2 separate regions of the Zea mays genome follow, and region 1 is linked to region 2. Evidence: chromatin contacts called from public Hi-C data. All regions are on one chromosome and are shown on one strand. Each heading gives the region's core, a stretch centred on a gene start, on an enhancer-like site or on the middle of the called end of the contact. The rest is flanking DNA. Distances are from core to core; before and after follow the strand shown.

Evidence for each region. Hi-C and Micro-C count contacts between places; a contact is called where the count stands out from the background.
Region 1: a Hi-C map of ear shows a contact between it and region 2, with 3 times the contacts expected there. The contact joins the promoter of LOC103654746 here to the promoter of LOC103654735 in region 2. A contact is called at or near these places in 2 of 25 Hi-C or Micro-C datasets (ear and leaf).

Annotation. Positions count from the first base shown.
Region 1 is chr4:235,036,130-235,040,021 of Zm-B73-REFERENCE-NAM-5.0, forward strand. It overlaps LOC103654746 (basic leucine zipper 19), which reads right to left and starts at 2,556. Exons shown (of 4, transcript XM_008681571.4): 1 at 1,324-2,556; 2 at 529-619; 3 at 254-380; 4 at 1-165. The coding sequence starts at 1,715.
Region 2 is chr4:234,429,223-234,432,983 of Zm-B73-REFERENCE-NAM-5.0, forward strand. It overlaps LOC103654735 (transcription factor GTE4), which reads right to left and starts at 2,310. Exons shown (of 5, transcript XM_008681562.4): 1 at 238-2,310; 2 at 85-139; 3 at 1-2. The coding sequence starts at 2,001.

The sequences.
Region 1 (3,892 bases), core at 1,306-3,805, 610 kb after region 2:
ATCGAATAGCAGCGCCCTCGCACGCGAGCAGCTCTTGCCTGGCCTGCATCGACGGCGAGGCGGCGGTGGCGATGTCGGCGCCGCCGGTGGTGGCCACCTTGACCTGCTGCTGCTGGTACACTTGGCGCAGCCGCTGGATCTCCTTCTCCAGCGCCTCTTGGTGAGCTGCATGGTTTGATCATATTGTTACGTTGCATGCTTGCACGATCTGGTAAAACTGAACAGAACGGTCTCTGGTAGCAGCGGTAGGTACCGTCTTTGAAGATCTTGTCCTGGGCGAGCGCCGCGATTCTTTGCTTGAGATGGCTGTTGCCGACGGTGAGCAGTGAGCGGTGGTGGTCGAGGAAGGCCACGCGAGGGGACAGCGCCGACACCTCCATCTGCGGCGGCATGCAGAGAGAAACCGGGTCTCAGAATGAATGGCTCAAGAGCTGCTGGGTGCCTGTGTGGCTGTGTTGTGGGGGTGCATCGTCCATGACCACCATGAGCTAGCACAAAGAGAGAAGACAAGCGGTCTCACACTCTCACCTGGAGACTGGTGACGCTCCGTTCAAGCTCCGAGATGTACTGCAGCTTCCTCACTCGTGACCTCTGAGCCGACTGCCTGTTTGCCAATATCCTGAAACCCAAGGAACAGAAAACGATCGATCGCTACTCAGTCAGCTATGTTACGTATGAGCTATGACTATTTATTAATTAAGAAACTAAGCACGAGTGATACATGTGGATGTGGATCAAAAACATGTTTATGTTCCTTCATTTCAATATATATAAAAACAGATTGGCAAGTATCCAAGCGAATCCATTTGTTCCTGCTTCAAAGACTTAGTGCAAATAAACTACGTGAAACTTCCATAATCGATGTTCGCTGTGGAGACATCACGAATAAATCTGCACTATGTAGTATGTACGGTCGAAAATAAATGCAAATTTTAAGAGCAAAAAAATTTGAAAGTTCAATATATGGTGAAAGCTAACCTCACACTTTCCTTTATCTCTCTCTTTCTTTCTCTAGGAAGCTTGAAAGCTGACTTAACTATTACTGGGGGCTCCATAAGTAAATTGTAATGCAGCGGTCTGCGGCTATTCTAATTTGAAATGTTAATCTAAGAGACGAACAGAAAAAATGGCAAATTAAAGGCACTATCGTAGTCCTGAGACCGCAGTCCTCCAAAAGTAGGAACCTTGATTGAATAAATAAAAAAAAAACTACTGTTTCACCATGGTAGATCGGATCGGTAGTCGAAAAAGATGGTTACTTAAAATGTACTAGCGGAGCCACCACTCACCACCCCACTAGGCAAGCTGCAAGTCGCAACTAACCTCTTGACCCTTTTGGGCTCAGCGACGCCGTCCGCGGCAGCCGGCGACGAGTCCGCCACCCCGTCGTCCGCACCCGCACCCCCCGCGTCCATGAGCTGCGCCCTCTCCCCGGCGCTGCCGGAGACGGAGACGGAGACGGAGACGTCGACGTCGGAGAACATGGACAGGAGCTGGTCGTGGTCGAGGCGGTCGAAGTCGTCGCCGCCGCCGCCGCCGCCGCCAATGACGACGTCGTCGTCAATGGGCACGGCCTCGAGGAACGCGGCCGAGTCGCTCGCGGAGCGGCGGTGCGCGCCGCGCCTGGCCGCGGCGAAGCCCAGGAACTCCCCCGCCGCCGGCGGCCAGTGGTCCTGCGGCGCGGCGCTCGGCGCCCGCGGCGGCAGTTGCGCCATCACCTTTTTCTTCTGAGGTGTGGGGAGTGGAGCTCGCAGCTCGGCCTTCTTGGCACCGCCGCTGGCTGCTCGGCTGACTGGGAACTTGCGGGATGCGAAGCTGGATGGTGGAGTGCTCGACTGCTGCCTTTGCTAGCTGTGTTGGAGATGTATGTATATAGTTATTAGTGTGTGTGTATGTATATGGTTATTGGTTGCAAGAACGCAGTGTAGGTGGAGATGCATAGGTGCACATGCATGGGGGGCCTGGCGGTGGTGGGGCAAATCACAGTGCACTTGCAATGCATTAGTTCGTGATAGAGACTGCATCTGCATCTGCATGCTTTGGTGACAGCCTTTAGAGGCTGTTTGTCTTGCAGCATCACGCATGTGTTTAGGGCTATGCATATCAAGATCCAAGAGATCTGGTAGGTTAGGTGGTTTAGAGCACAGTCCCAACCCTACACGTCATCCAGTTTTTATAGCATTAATTCAGCTGTTGCATAGATATTAAAAGATGATATGGCAAGCAATGATATAGCAAGCAATTAAATGAAGAAAGATTAAGAAACTGGATCTTGCATAAGACTTGGTTTCAACACGAAGATGAGTATTAAAGTCAGTTAAATAATATTGATTTGCATTGGAGAGTTAGTGTCTAACAGTAGTTTCTAGATGATGTGGAGCCTATAAAAACTCTTGGGTTGAGACTGCTCTTAGTAGGAGTACTCTACTACCATGTCTAGGGCAATAATTTCATATTTGTTTCCTAGTAGGCAAAACGAACTGCTCCTAGCTAACCTTTGTACTGGCATTGTTTCATGACTCTTGAGCTAAGATTTGTACTAACGCTGAGATTGACTACTACCATGTGAGCTGTTGGTGCTTTGTTGCATTGCTGTGGATTTGGTGACGATGCATGTAGCTAGCTCCCTAGCCTTATGATTAGTTATCCAAAGGTACAGTAATTAGGTATCTGTGCAAAGTTAGTTAGTTAGGTAGCTAGCTAGGTACCTAGGGAGGGTCCATTTGTTTGTTTTGATTTATTACTGGAGAAAAAGGGTGGCAAGTAGGAGAGGAGCAAGGGTGGATGGAGACGAGGGAGATCACATGATGAGAGGAGGAGGGGGCGGCGAGGCAGCAGACAGCTAGAGACAGCTAAGCGATCGAGAGGCTGTGGCCTGTGGAGTGCATTATACACGGATACACCCACATGATGAGTAGAAATGAAAAATAGGTTGATAGATAGATGGATAGACATGAACCAGTACTAGCAGTAGTACTTGTAAATTTTTTCGCCCACTAGTTAGTTATGGAGCTGCAGCTGGCCCTGGCTTCTGGTTCTGGGTTTCAGACATTACAGTGGTAGACTTGTTGAGCAGCTCGTCAGCTGGGAATGGGGGCAGGGGGCTTGGCAGATGCAGAGCATCTCGACACCACGTGTTGGACGCCGGGACCAGACTACCAGAGACAGATAGGTTGTGGTCACTTGCTCGTCGTCTGCCATGCTACTTGCAGTAGTGCAAATTCGGCATCCATTTAGATTTCAGATCCAGATTCTAGCATGGATATACTACTACTACTAATATAGAAAGAATCCTTTAATAATAATGGTAAAATTGCCTTTAGTACCTGGACAATGCACAATAAATAATTGAAGACACTATTTTTGTTAGTGTCAATCGCACTATCCGTTAAAAGAACTATTTAGTATTGATTAGTGGCTCTAATCAGTATTTAAAATTTTTGAATATATATATAAAGAAATAAGGCTATGGTCTAACAATTTTTCGTGTAAAATAAGTCATGGGTGGTACTGGATTGCCGACGGGACAATCGACTCGTCGTCCACTCTCACTCTGTCTTAGGTGCGAGAAGGAGCACGAGCTCGAGCCTAACCATATGACCTCGGAAGGACAGCTCGAATCATCGTATAGTCGCATACAGCAACTCTAGGTTAGTGCTTTTGTAACTCGTCATTCCTTGAGTTATATACCTTTTCTTTGAGTTATTATAAAATTGGGTTGAAATATTACATGCCCAGCTAGAAGAAGAGAGGAGGGAACAGCAGGAGATGGAGTCGAGGATGATAGCGGAGCGGAAGGCCCACTTGGCAGATCAGCAGAGGATGGCGGAGATGTTTCGTTACATAGAGAGCCTTGGTGCCGCATATGGTTTTGCTCCACTGCCTCCGTTAT
Region 2 (3,761 bases), core at 1,060-3,559:
ATCTATTTGTGATAAAATTCAAAACTGATTACCTTACTTGTAATGTGCATGTGCTTTTAAGATAAAGCAGAAAATAGGGATAACCTTTCACAACTTGTTTTGGAGATTTTTCACCAAAAGGTTCTTGGGGGACTGGGGTCTGCAAAGCACAAAACAGTAGTTTTAAGAATATATTGATTATAAATAGTTTTGCTTAAAATAATGGTAGTAATGATAAAAATGACAGAGTGCTCATACTGGTTGTGGTTGTTGTATAGGGTGCTGTGCACGCAACTCTGCATCTTGTCGGGCAAGCATCGCTCGCTCGGCCTTTCTCTTTTGCTTGCTCAGGTTCTTCTTGTAGTTCGACACAAACCTGTCAAGCTCCCAAAGTGTCTCAGCATCCATGCTATCAATTTCAACCTCTATCTCATCATCATGTTGCTTAACTGATAAGTTCTTGTTCTTAATGACTTGCACAACAGCATCAAGCTTCACCGGCGGCAAATTCTGGAGGTTCTCACTAAGCTTACGCTTCTCATCTATTGTCATGTCCCTCTTATTTGGATCCTTTGCTCTTGGTTTCTTCATTGACGGAGTTCGGGTATAAGTGGGAGTATGACTGATCGGTCTTGAATTGGTGTCCAATGCCACATGGTGTCTCATTGAATCTGACCTCTCTAGGAAGCGCAGGTCAATTGGTGGCGGGGGAAACTTCTTCGGCAATGGAGGACATGATGCGAGGTAGTTAACCTCAGCCTCAATCTCAGGCCACTGTGCCTCAAAGATTCCTAACAACTGCTCCGCCATGAAATGCACATCCTGACCCTTGGGATTATATGTCATCGCATTATGGAAAGTAAGACGGACATCCTCAGCAAACTCCTTAGGGTTCCTGTACTGCCCACGGCTCAGCCGCCCCCTTATTGTGCCAAGATCCATTGGGTGCTTGATAATAGTAAAATAATCATGCAAACCAAGTGTGACTGGATCAACAGGCTTGTTGAACACCCACCCAAACTTGTGCTTCATTAAGCGGCTCAGAAGTGATGAGGACTTCTTGAACGCATGAGAGTACAGGCGCCGCTCGGCATCAAAGTCTGCGCCACGAGATTCTAGGGACCTATGTTTCTTCTTGTGGTGCTTGGGTTTCTTGCGCACATGTGAATCTGAGGGAGGAATCCTATCCTTGGCAAGCAAGAACTCTGAATTTTGGTACAATTGATTGGCCTTCGGCGTCCGTTTCTCCTTCTCAAAGGCTTCATTATGAACAACTGACACGGTTAGTGGTCTGCGATGCAGCAGCGAGCGGGCAGGAGTAACGGCAGCTGCAATCTGAGTAGGCATGGGCACCGCCATATCACCAGCCAAGAACTGGTGCTGAACATACCCAGCATCCACCACCTGCTGCTGTGTTGGCAGCACCATCAAAGGCAAAGGCACGGGCTCAGAAGCCTCCTGTTGCGCCAGGGCCTCGGCAGCCTCCTTCAGTCGCCTGGAGAGCACGCGGACCTGGTCGAGCTCTCCTGCCAGACAGCGCCGCAGCTCACTCCTTAACCTGCGTTTCCGTGCTTTCTCAGCTTTCACAGCAGCGGCGGCCGCCCGGTCGTCGCCGTGGCCGTTAGGAATACCGCCGCCGACCCGGTTCAGCCCAGACGAGGGATCCCCAGAGGCGGCGCCACGTTCCCCAGACGGCGCCCGGGTGGGAACCGAGGCCGGCGCTGCCGGATCGGACAGCGCCGCAGCGTCCACCGCCTCCGTGCGGTGGATGGAGCGGCGAATCGAGGATAAGGTTTCAGAAAGGGGATTCGGAGCCGGGGAAGGAACAGAAACGGGGTCAGCCGCTGATTCTGGAGGAGGTTTAGGGTTTTTGCGGGGGTGCTTACGGGTGTAGACCTTGATCTCAGCGGCCCAGCGCGACCTGGCCGGAACGGCGGGAGCAGGCGGCGCCTCCACGGCGGGGGCAGGGCCCGGCGCCGTCTCCTCACCACTGGTGCCATCTCCGGGAGGGTCAGAAGCCATGCATAAACCCTAGATTCGTGGCCCACAAGAAGCGAGGGACGGCACGGAATTGGGGAATTCAGGAGGGTTTTGCGTGCAAGCCCTAGGGAAAAAAATTTCTGTTGTGCTTCGCGGCTCCGATTTGATATTTTCCTGCGGCTATGGCGGCGGAGCGTGGCTGGGGAAGGTGCTTTTGGTGGCGGCGTCGGACGCGTCTCTGCTTTTGTGGGGGAGGACTGCTGCTGAGCCGACGAGCGTCGCAGGAGCAGGTGAGGGCGCTCGTGTGGCTGGTGCCAGGGCACCATCCCCTCTCGCCTAGGGATGGGTACGCGGATACGGTGGATTTTCGTATTGGCGTGTACTGATATGGTACTACATTGGAAAGGTTTTCTAATTGCAAAAAACAATATAGAAACAGCATGTTACAACTCTGAGTTTTTCCTAAATCATAAATGCAGCTAAAAAACAATGCGTATGGAGAATTATGTAACGACGGGCTCTTCGTGTCTTGCATTTTATTGCAGTTAACCCCTTAGAGACCCCTCAAAAGACCCCTATTAAATAGGGCCTCATTTAATATGGGGTCTCTTGTAAAGTCTCAAGAGGCTAAGCGAAAAAAAATACAAGAGACGAGCTGATATGACCACGCCATTAAGCAATACGTTACAACCCCCAAGTCATACTATATCAACTCAAGTACAACCAATATCATCACCAACCCAAGTCTTTGATGGACCAATTACACGTAGCCGAGCTAAGAAGCTACAACAAGAGGTGCACGCGCTACTTTATGAATTTCAATTAAACACTAATGAGAACTTTATGCTACCTAAGTCGTGTATGTTGATATTACTTAGGTTCACCAAAGAGGAAGGACAAAACATATCAAAGGCGAATCAACAAGAAGAGCTATGTCCGAGTCAGTCCAGCGCAACAGAACCGTCCAGAAGAAACAGTCATATCTTTTGATTCCCAAAAGCTATGAAGGCCCATAAGTACTTTTTGGAAAACTCTTGAAGTCTAGTTTCCAATGCTTCTAAAGCCGACTTAATCAAATCTACCAGAAAGGCAGCCGACCTACTTTAGTGCTGACTGGTCAGAAGGTCAACAGTCTGCTTGATGACCAAGTTTTCGTATTAAACTGTATCATTCTACGAAGTTTCATTAAGCATGCTATATATGGTGAGAAAGATTATCAAGTTAGCTTTCCAATGCAACCAGTCCCACGTCATTTGAAGATTCCTAGAAGAAGTTATTGTCAAAATACTGAAGGCTGCGCAGAAGTCAAACAGCCACACGGAAATCAGCTCTGCAGATCTCCCGAAGAGGCTCCTTCACATTAGCACGTGAAAATACTTTTGTTTCGTGTTTATACCTCGCTAAGGCTGGTTGTTACTAGTATAAATACCCCCCTATGTCTATGATGCAAGGCAGCTTATGATAATCTAAAACATAACCCCTTTGTTCAGCTATGTGCTAACAAATATTGAGAGTGATCTCTACCCCTTTGCTCTTGTGAATTCCTTCGCGGGATTGCAGAAGCGGCGGCTTCATCCGCTCCCAATTGGTGCTCCTACTCTCTTCGAGGTCTCCTCGATTGATTGTAGGCTATGTTGGTTGGTTCTTTGAGAGTGTGGTTGGACGAATCCTCGATTCAGGCTGCCGGTTAAAGACGGTGGTTGGCTTCGAGTTTTATTTGTCAGGTTGCACTAGTTATCGCTGCTTGCAGCAAGTTATCTTGGCTTCTTTGAAGCTAGTTATCTGAAGATTGATCCTACATC